Linked DNA regions of Zea mays: region 1 is linked to region 2. Evidence: chromatin contacts called from public Hi-C data. All regions are on one chromosome and are shown on one strand. The core of a region is the stretch at or near the end of the contact, and the rest is flanking DNA. Distances in the headings are between cores, read along the strand shown. Region 1 holds the start of LOC100274514. Region 2 holds the start of LOC100276232 (Heavy metal transport/detoxification superfamily protein).

Region 1 (5,492 bases), core at 2,094-4,593, 220 kb before region 2:
TGGATGTTTTGGTTGGGAAATTGTCTGCTTAGTACATAAAAACTGTTTACAAGAAAGGATTAGCAGTTGTGTCCATTCAGACCCAATTTTGTAAGGACTGACATAGAACTAAAAAATCGTCTCTAGTCCCTCAAGAGACGACTAAAAGAGACTAAACAATATTAATTTTTTTTTGTCCGTTATTTATTTCAGTTACACTAATTACACGAGAATGCTAAGGGATATTTTATTCTTCTTATGATTCATTTAATATGCTCTGAATATTTTTAGTCCCTACAACTAAATAGAGTAGGGAGTAAACTTTAGTCTCCTAACTAAATTTTAGTCCCTAGACTAAACTAATCAAACATGTCCTTGATACTATAGGGAGAATACAACAGCCATAAATTACATGATCTCCGATCGTTAATAGGTTAACGCTAAAGTAAAGTTCAGAACAGACACAACACAAGCAAACCAGACACGTCGCCTGAAGAAGCACAGTGCCTGGTGGGCTGGAAGACGCTTTACATTTACATCAGTGACATGGGAGTACTCATCGTCCTCGTCGTCGATCAGCTTCCCATCTGGTTGTGCTGTGTAGCGTACACAAGAACAGCGGACACGCTGACGGTGCCATGGCATTTTTTTCCAGTACACCTACCATGGCTTCAGGTCGCCGCGGGGGCCCTCGGTCCAGTTGAGCACCTTCTGCCCGGGCTTGAGGAACACGTCCTCACCGTGCGGCAGCTTCCGCGCCAGCCCGTTCAGGATCTGGTGGAAGGCGTCCCCAGCCTGGGCGGGCTGCGGGAACAGCATGGCCTGCTTCATGGACGGATTCGCGAGCAGCCTCTGCTTCCGGAGGATCACCTCCATCGGTATGGACGTCAGGATGGTGTCCAGCCTCGGGACGTCGTCCTCGGCCACGAAGACACCGATCTCCTCCCACGGGATCGCGTCCGCGAAGGGAAGGACGATGTCGTCGGCGATGATCACCGGGATGCAGCCGAACACCACCGCCTCCACCAGACGGGGGCTCCACGGGGCCCAGCCCAGCGGGCACAGGCAGAAGACGGCACGCTGCATGTCCTCGTAGTACGTGGGTGGGTGGTCCGTTGAGATGTCGAAGAGCGGGTTGTTCTTGAAGTTCTCCCAGACTGATGCACGGGCGCCCCTGCATTGTAAGTATACGGTAGGTAGCACATCAGGACTCTTTGATTCAATGGCTCATCAAGGCTTGTTATTAGGACGTGCAATGAAGGTAGCGACGTACCTTGCATAGTAACCACCCTCAGGATCATTTGCAGTGTCATAGAATAAACCGCGGAAATACACGAAGATCGACCTAGGGGTCCCTGGGGGAACGAGGTGGGTTTTCATCTTCTGAGGAGGAGCATATGGCGGGATGGTGATGGAGCCTTCCTTCAGGCAGACATGATCCTTCTGCCCAAAAGTCTGGACCAGTGTAGCACGGCGAAGCAACGGAAGGACGCCCCGCTCGATGGCCTTCTCTTCCTGAACAATGGGTGTGCTGAGCGACATTAGACGAATGGTCCTATGAGCAAACATGAATAGAATGATAGAAAGATTTCAAACTCCGTTATATGAGTTTCCAGGCTAGGTTCATTCCACACTGCACTGGCAGTACATCTGATGGTTCATGGTTTGTTATGGCTCTACAACTCACCTGGTAGTGGAAGCATGCGCCAAAGTCATGTGGCACGACAAAGAAGTGGTCTGCTCCCTCTGTCCTGTTCCAGTATGGCCACCGGTTGGAAATGAACTGAATCGCGCTCCGCATTATCCGTGGTGACTTGAAGGGCAAGGGATGACCCCACGGTGTGAGATCACACGTGGTGTATACCGGAGTATAGAACCAATCGGCTACTTCTGGATTTAAAGTCCGGATCGCGCTAGACAGTAGGAAGCGGTGCATGAAGATCTCCGCGGCAAACATGTGGCTGAGACACCTAGAGTCTTTAGCCACCATCTTCTTGTTGTACTTGGTCGGCAACTCGTAGACATACACCTTGAGCCTCCCAACGGGATCGTCTTCGAGCACATCACCAGCACTTCCTGGAATTTAGTTACGATCACAAAGAAAATGTGAGAAATTCTGAACTGTAATACCACGATCCTAATTTCAAAGCCATTGCAGTTCCGCTGCGACGCGTAGCTGAAGCCATACGAACCAGTAGCCACCGTATACAGTTTACTATGAATTTTTATGAGCCTTAAGAATAGTTTTAGTAGTAGGATCTAGCTGTACATGATATGAAGCAAGAATTTTGATGGTCGTCGGTGGCTTTATAAAGTCAAGAAGGTTAGAATTTCAGTTAGTGAACTCCAACTCAAAAGCATGGATAATGCATATATCAGTTCCACTGTCTGAAACGTCAGGTTTTGCTGACCGGAGGGAGTAACCATTAAAACATTCAGGTAAGTCTGCTAATCTGTACTGCTAGTGTCTACTGCCTGAGGTGCCCTTGCTTATATTTCGCAGAAAAGTTGGCTAGTTTCCATGGCCTCGGGTTTGGCCATATCTACTTGGAAGTTGGAAAAGAATCGAAATACACCTGTGCAGTGAAGCTCTGCTGCCGAGCATAAGCAAGGCAGGATTATGCCTTGCTTATGCTCAGATGCACACAATCTGAGGGTGCGGAGGAATAACATGTGTTACTAAGTTGACCTCGGGATCCTGAGGCACATGTGTGCAACCGTGTCAACTGCCTAGCCGGGGAATGGGATGTGTATTTCATCCCGCAAAGTGAGCAGAAGTGACAGCTGAGTGCGGCCGCTAACTCCTTGGAATCATTGACTAGGCGAAGGAAAGCGGTGGACCGCCTGAGCCAGGAGCTGATCCAACGGCAGATCTGCGCCCGCCCGCTCGTGTGGCCAAAGCTGCTGCTTCATAGGGTTCCACACTTCCAATTCCAATCGTGGCGGCGGCGGCAGATCCACTTGCAACCACCGGCGCGCGTCGAGAGGCAGGAGGGGGAGCGAGGCAATGCGTAGTCTGAGCGTGGCGCAAGGAAGGGGAAAGGGGTAGGAGAGCGAACCAGGCCAGGCGAGGTCCAGCCGGCGGGCATACCTTCGATCCGCTCGGTGTCCTGCGCCCTGGCGACAGCGACGGCGCCAGAGCAGGCGAGAAGCGAGACGGCGAACGCCACGGCCAGAGCCCGCGCGCTCCCCGCCCCCGTCCCCATTAGTCGCCCGCCACCCTCCGTCGGAACACGAGGAACGGGGAGATCGAGGCGAGGCAGGATTCGGAGGATGGGGGCAGCCGAGGAAGCGGCAGGAAGACCGTGGGATTGATTGATGCGCAGGGACAGGGACAGGGACAGCCGGACAGTGAGGTGGTGACGACTGATTTGAGGGAGGCCGAGGAGTCAAAAAGGGATGGCACTGGCACAGGTGTGGGAGCGAGCGGTGGAGTGGGCGAGTGGCGATGATGGCGGTGGCTTGCGGGCCGTCGCCGTCAGCGACGAGCTGTCGGTGGAGGGGAGAGGACAGCTGCCAGGTTGCCCTCCACGACCGGTAGTAGTACAAGGCGCCATTTTGACATGTCACTACTGCTTGTCAGTACTCACTGCTCTCAAATGGCCCAAAATAATCCATGGAGTTTTTGGAATTTTGAGGGTGTCTTTTTTTCCCCTGTAGCTGTTTATAAAGTGATTTTGTAGCTAGCTATGTTTGTTTCTGCTTATAAGTGGATTATGGTCTTATTTGCTTTGGTCTTGGCCGGATTCTGTCCGTCAGAATCGGTTTGTGGCACCCAAACGTTTTGCTTTTAGCTCATTTATGTGAGAATCATTTTTTTTAAATCATTTAAATCAACGTGAATGAGAATTCGTCGAGCCTTTACGATGAGACGTTTGTCGCTTTCTAAATCCAAAACCGTGGAGACCCCTTCATCTTCCTGCCTTTGTGATGAGACGTTTGTCGCTTTCTAAATCCAAAACCGTGCAGACCCTTTCATCTTCCTCCGCACGTAAGCCCAATGATATCTAGATTCTCATGATAGATAGATTATCTAAGAACCCAGATTTCCATAAAATATGGACTACACTTCAGTTAAAGGTGGTATTCCGAGCTATGCACTTGCTACTCTTCTGGACACGGGACTCAACTTCAGCATAAGGAAGACAACCAAAAGCAAATAAAGATTGCATGGCGTTACATGAAGGTGTTGGTGGTGCATATTTTTTAGACACCATGAATGGAAACCTACTTATAGGATTTATAGTTAGAATTATGTATTCTAACTATGTATTGTAGCCTCTACTAAAGAAAAGGCGTGTCGAGTTAAAAACCCAAAGCCCATGGGACACGATGAATAAAACTACTGGAAAGGGCTCGACGACGAGGTCCTGTACTTAGCCCTCATCGTTACAACAGTCGTTGCAACATTGAGAAGAATGGGGATCGTCCTGCATAACCTTCATACCTCTTACGTCTAAATCAAACCATATTGCAAATCCTATCACATTAAAAGAATAAGATATGATTCTAGCACTAAGTAAACTGTTTTTAGTTGCTAACTATGTTCATCTAAGTGCTAGGAAACTTTTCAAGTCGAACCTATCGGTACCCTGGAACAGGGGTACCCCTTACTATAGTATGAAGGTGCGGTGCCCGCGCGCCTATCTCTAAACGCGCGATAAACAGCACCCAACCCCGCCACGTGGACAGCTCCAGGGCCGCCACGTGGCCAGAGAAGGTGATACACTCCAAGGTATTAATGATGGGTCCGGACCCCATGGAAAAGTATCGGACCCCTGCATATACGGACCGGACCTCCGGGCAGAGTCCAGGACCTCCGCAGGGGTGACGCCGTGCCCCCGGGACGGGTCCCGGACCTCTCGGTGTGGGGGCCAGGCCACTCTCAGCGGGGTCTCGGGATTCTGGGACAAAGAATACCAAGGCCTTGCTTAAGGCCAGGCGGGGGTCCGGAGCCATCACGTGTCCGGACCATACCCTGTACACTTCTGCTCCCCGCCCAGGCGGAGACCCGATGCTGCCACGTGGCTCACTGCCTGTGACGTAAGCCAGCGGGCGGAGTCTGACGTAAGGCCTTTGGGCCGCGCGACACTGCATTTATTTTGGATAGGACGCGCCGCCTGTCTATTCCACTGGCGGGTGATGTGCCCCCTCGGCATTTAATGGGCCCTACCACTCCGCTGGCAAGCGTTGTGCTGCCTCAGTATTAAATGTGCCCTGTCTACTCCTCTGACGGACGGCGACCAAACCATCTTGCAGGCGGTGTGCCTGTCCATTTCGTTGGGAGGTAGTGCGCCCGTGCTGCGACATGCGCTGCACTCATCATGGCTCGCGCGTTTCCGAGGAAGCAGCGCATGATATCAATATTGTATACACTACAGATATTATGGCGCTCCTAGATCTTCTGTGCAGCACTGGCATTGGATACTTCTATATGTGTTCCCTCCGTTTTGCCCCTGGGCCCACATGTCAGGGCTCAGGACCCTTGTACGTGCTCCCCCTTGATCTATAAA
Region 2 (5,609 bases), core at 2,478-4,977:
TGTACAATTAGACTATATTTTGGCATGACAGTGTTCATGGAACTGAGTGCCGCGTTCACAATAATGCGCAGCTCTCACTCAGCCGAGGCTTTCCAGTTCAGACGCTGCCTGCCTGTCTCTGCTCGCGTCTCATCAGACAAAGTGGCTACAGCTTCACAAGCAGCGCCACGTGAGGGGAGAATATTCAGGAGGCGACCAGGCAGCAGTCAGCTAACTCTGATGCTCTGCTCTTCTCGCCTTGTCTGTCAGTCACTGCAACTGCGACACAGGTCCATGGCATGGGAACTCTCCGAGGCGTCGTCACCCCGGAGCCCGGCGCGTCCCCAGCACGGATCCGGTTATTCCGGCGTGCTAGCTAGGGCCTACCGCTGCCGCTAGCAGAATGAATCGATCTGAACGAACACGCCTGATGCTGCCTCATCGATCAATGGTTATCTATGGTGGGTACCCCAGTTGTCGTCCTATAAGACTCTGAAGACTGTCAGCACTGTTCACTGATATATATGTATGTATGGGCATGGCTGGTTGCTGCATACATAACATGCATGAACGATACATTATTCGGAATGAAAAAGAAAGAAAGCAATGGAAATCAATAGATTATTACTATCATTACAAACTATATATGCAGCTGCTACTAGTTATATATGAACATAACAAGCACATACATACATACAGCAGTATATATGATGATACTATATCTATGCGGAGACTTATATATACTAGCTATGGACTATGGTGTGGTGGTCATGAGCCGTAGCATCCCAAAAACCATGACAGCGTCGTCCTGGCATGGCCGCCGGGCGAAGACGACGACGCGGCCGCCGCCGATCTGGCGTCGTCCCAACCTGCTGGAGCACCCAGCAGTGCCTTCCTGTGCTTCCTCTTGTTCTTGGTGTGCGCCACCTTCCCGCGCACCGTCACCTCCTTCTTCCCGAAGTCCACCATGTAGTCCAGCAGCCCTGCTGATGGAATGGACGGACACGAGCAGCCGAGCACAGACATGAGCTGACTAGCTGATGAGCAGAGCAGAGCAGGCAGGCAGGCAGGCAGGCATGGATAGATGCGCAAGAAGGATGAAGAAGGAAGGACAGCGATGCATTGGTTAGCACACTGCTAGTAGCTGTTGGTAAATGTACACGCATCATTACGGACATGCATGCATACATGGAATGATTTGTCCTGGTGATGGAAAAACTCTGCATGTAGGCGCTCACCGTTCATCTTGGAGACGACGTCGGCGACCCGCTGCCGGCAGTGCGAGCAACCCATGTTGGCGCTCATCACCACCACCTGCACCTGCGCATGCATGGTTCCAGCGACGCATCATTCATTCATTCGCATCCGCATTGCCTCTACGCGCGTAATGAATAAAAGAAAATGTTGCTTCTCTCGAAATAAAACACACGTTCCGTTTTCTAAAAAAACAAAACAAAACAAAACTAGCCTATACGTAATTAATAAAAAGCTAGTTAATTAAGAGCATCTCCAAGAGACTGGATAAATGGCTTGTCAAGTTAAATTTTAGCTATTTAATAGCAAAATAGCTCTTCAACAGACTATCCGTTTAACTTGCCAAGCTATCCGGCTCTTTAAATTGACCCTCTCACTAGCTAAATTTGGCTAGCAACTCTCGCCAGTTAAACTAACTTACATGTTTAAGAGTCTGTTCGAATGAAATGTTATATATAGAGTTTAATCTTTATAGACAGATAAATAGAGTAAAAAGTAAAGAGTATATTAATCCCACCTTCCACTGATCGATCAGGACGTACGTACGGCTAGAGTTCATTGTATATAGTTGAGGGGAATATATTCGTACGTAGCACAGGGAAGCTAGGAGGGAAGAGATGCATATGTTCCTCTCCAAAAGTCACATGGCTAGCTGCTGCCACTCTTGAACCCTAATGCAGATTGTTCTAATAATCTAATCCTACACAGCCACAGGCAGCCACCAGCTAGGCAGCTAGCGGTATTATATATACTCCATTCGTTCTTTTTTATTTGTCACGTTTTAGTTTAAAAATAAACTAACGAACAAGGAACAAGAACGATAACGGAGGTAGTAGTATATAGCAGCATATGCCGTGCGTGCTAATCTATCAGCTACGCAAGCCACTTGCATTATATTATATATAGTAGATGAATACTAGTCGCATCGCATGGCATCTTACCGTTGCGATCTTCTCTGATCAGGCAACAGGCCAATGCAAAGACTCCTCCGGAGATCTAGTCCCATTCCCATACAGATTAAACTCGTGCAGGAGGAATTCTAGAGATTAAGAAATATAATGTTCGGTCATAGCAGCTAGCTAACTGATGATGGTGAAATACTGTAAATGACTGAGTCAAATATAATGGTCAAAAACACACACTGCACATGCAGGCAGGAACGCCCGCCAGTATATCATATGATGTTGGGATGAGAAGGAGAAGCGTGTGCGCTTAATTAATTTATTATTATCAGGTCAAAGGAAGCGTGTGCAAGCGTAGTTGGTGAGGGGGTTATAAACGAGGAGCATTCATCAGGCATGGCGGCTGCCTGTACAGTGAACCTGCTCGTGCCTTAGCCTATTCGTCTACTGCCTGGCATGCTCACCGGTCAAAGACAGACGGTTTCACTTTCACCTTCGTTATGGGCTCCTGGCCGCCAGACAAGCAGCTCGAGCTCTCTCCCGGCAACAGCCAACAGCTAATAACAGCTCATCAGCTGTGGCCGAGAACGGCGCAACAAACAAGTGGCTGCAATAGCATAGCATTGCATTGCATTGCATAGAGCGGCGCAAGAAACAGGCTACAGGCGCTGCATGCGTGCCCGGTGTCTGCTACCAGCAGATTCAGTCTCTTGGTCTTGCCAACAAGTTACTGCCATTGATTTGCATGTGGACAAGAACAATAATGTGTAGCTCACAGATTCTCATCTCCAGGATCATCAGAGCAAGTTAAAAGATACTACAGTAGAAAGAAAGAGAGACAGACAGACAGACAGGGAAGCAAACTTGCTCCCTGCACTGGAGTTGTTTGGCGGATTGGCACTAAGCCACTAACAGTAACAGGGGCTGGACTTCTCACCTTTACGCTAAAAGCCGGACTGGGAGGGCAAAAAGCGACCGGGTCCCTTTTGAGAATCCAAGGAGATCAAACCAGCAGCCAGGCTCCAGCATCTCTCTCTTCCTCTTCTCCCTCGATGTGTGCAGTGGAACAACGGACACTGAACGTGTGGAGATGGAGACTGTCTGTCGAAATGCGGTGAAGGATGGAGTGACTTTACTGTGCTACGACACTACCACTGAAGCCTGAACAGCAAAGGCTAGCATCATATCCTCAACGAGGCAGGAAGGAGAGAGCACAGAGTCCTGCTCCGGCAGAAAGACAGAGTCGCTAGCAGAGTGATTGATAGTCGCAGCTGGGTTTCAAGAACCCAACGACATGCAAGCCATTGCGGAGTTCTCATTTCTTGGCGCTGATCAGCTTGCTGGCAATGATGAGGAAGAAAGGGAGAGCGCGTACCGATGGGAGGGAGAGATCTTCCGCAAACCTCAGAGCCTGTAGCTTGCTTGGCGTGCTGCTGACGGTTGCGTCCGACGAGGCGCCGAAGCTCCGCTTGGAGGAGGAGGAGGAGGACTCACTCCCCCTGTCGTCTTCATTCCCTCCGTGCTCCAGCTCCATGTCCATGGCGGCGTGCGCGTGGGCTCTTCTTGATGCTTGAGCTCCCCCTCCCTTTCCTGTCCGGCGACAGCACCCAAGGCTTCTCCTTTTTATACTAGCTATTCTAGACATGGAGAGAGAGAGAGAGAGAGGATCCCATGTCACAACAGTTACTTGTTGAGACCACGCTTTGAGAGGTCTGATATATTTTAGGCACTTGTGAATGAGGTTAGGTGTAGGAAGGTGAACTCCAGCAATCAGGCTTATTTGCTGAGGGATCTCCTTTCCAAAGACCCACCCAGCCCAGGCACAGTGTGGCATGGTCATTCACTTCCATAGTTTCATTGGATGACTAGGATTTACATGTATGTATGATGTCACTTGTCTTGGAGGCTAGTGCCATTTTACAAATGAAGGAGGGGCCCACCATGTATTGGATTCCTCCCCCTTCTTTGTTTTCACTGTTACAGTAACAGATTAAGAAATCACCACATCAGGGGAGGTTACTTGCAGTGCGAAAAGTAAAAGAGAGAGAGAGAGAGAAAGGTTTCCGAAGTCTAAAATGGTCGTCATGGACGGTGGAATGTGACATTGGAACAACAAAACACACAGTCAGGACCTCTCCAGAATCCACATTTTCGGAACTTTTGAAGTTTCTGCAAGGAAATCCTCCTGCAGCTATGCATATTTCACACACGGGGGGAAAAAAAAGAGAAGGTTCCAGTTCTTGGCACCTTATAGCGTGATGATTTTAAAATGTACTAGGTAGAGTTGATACTGAGAATAACGAATTGCTCTTTAGGCACACCTATATAGTATGTAGTTTTTGCTACATATTTTATCTAGTGTCTTTAACTATTCTCTGTTAGCATGGAATGGTTGGCCATATACACTATAATGCTCCATCCTTCAAACTTACAACAAAAAGGCCAGGATAAGAGACACCGTGATACTGTTCTTTAAACGGTAGGCAAAGAAGAACCATCAATCTCCCAAACCCGAGAAGACCAGAATTAAAAAAAGCAAAATCCCAAGATCATAGCTGGCATGCATTCAGTGTTAACCAATACTGAAAGTACGATGGAGAGAAGATATGACAAAGGGGGGGATTTAGACATATACAGAAACCACTGAAAATCCATCTTAATGGCTCAATGCAATCCAGCGGAAAATTTTATTCTGGAAACATGGAAGGAAACTGAAAACCAAATGGCCTAGAATCTCCAAAAAACAAGGATGTCAAAAGACTGAACCCTGACTGACGCTATACACTAGACAGAGATACACCCTGATTGGATAAGCAGCTATCGTTGTCTTTTGTACTTGCGCCCATTTTTAAGGGCACACCGACAGTACGCTACCTAAAAACTTTGAAAATTGTTAGCATCTAGATTGTTAAAAACATACACAGCAAATCACCATAAATAGCTGAAGGCATAGAGTACCAAAAGGAAAATTCAGAATATGCTGCAAATTCCATGTAAAAAAAAGGGGACATGACATGACTCTGCCCACCAACTACTCTTTATACGCACGCTACTCGCCAAGATTGCATTTTTCATGTTCCAACATCAGCAAGGTCAATAACATCCACTTCGAGCATCACTAGCAACGTGTAGTTTACAAAGTGATGATATGCGATTCTCAGCATAATTTAGGTGTGACGTTGACATCTGGTGTTGGAAATAAGCTCATTGTTGCTTGTGGATACCACAGAATGTTTCAAGTCTCTTGCTCAAACAAAGAATCGTTCTTAAGTTTCTTAGATCCACTTGGGAGGCAGAAAAAAAGTATCGTATTTGAATGCGAAAAACACTTAAAAACAGTTGCACTTGAGCACAAGAAAAATACACAGACTATGCTCGCTCAACAAGCAATCAGCCGGTGAGGTCGTCTGAAAAAATGGGGAAAACAGTAAGTTAAACCAGTACGCATTTAAAGTTACAGGAAACTAGTTCTAG

Evidence for each region. Hi-C and Micro-C count contacts between places; a contact is called where the count stands out from the background.
Region 1: a contact with region 2 is called in a Hi-C map of leaf, with 3 times the contacts expected there. The contact joins the promoter of LOC100274514 here to the promoter of LOC100276232 in region 2. A contact is called at or near these places in 2 of 25 Hi-C or Micro-C datasets (leaf and tassel).

Annotation. Positions count from the first base shown.
Region 1 is chr3:159,312,539-159,318,030 of Zm-B73-REFERENCE-NAM-5.0, reverse strand. It overlaps LOC100274514, which reads right to left and starts at 3,343. Exons shown (of 4, transcript NM_001148871.2): 1 at 3,071-3,343; 2 at 1,667-2,055; 3 at 1,253-1,494; 4 at 238-1,153. The coding sequence starts at 3,185. The coding sequence ends at 640.
Region 2 is chr3:159,094,344-159,099,952 of Zm-B73-REFERENCE-NAM-5.0, reverse strand. It overlaps LOC100276232 (Heavy metal transport/detoxification superfamily protein), which reads right to left and starts at 3,727. Exons shown (of 3, transcript NM_001150070.2): 1 at 3,511-3,727; 2 at 1,218-1,299; 3 at 575-962. The coding sequence starts at 3,675. The coding sequence ends at 748.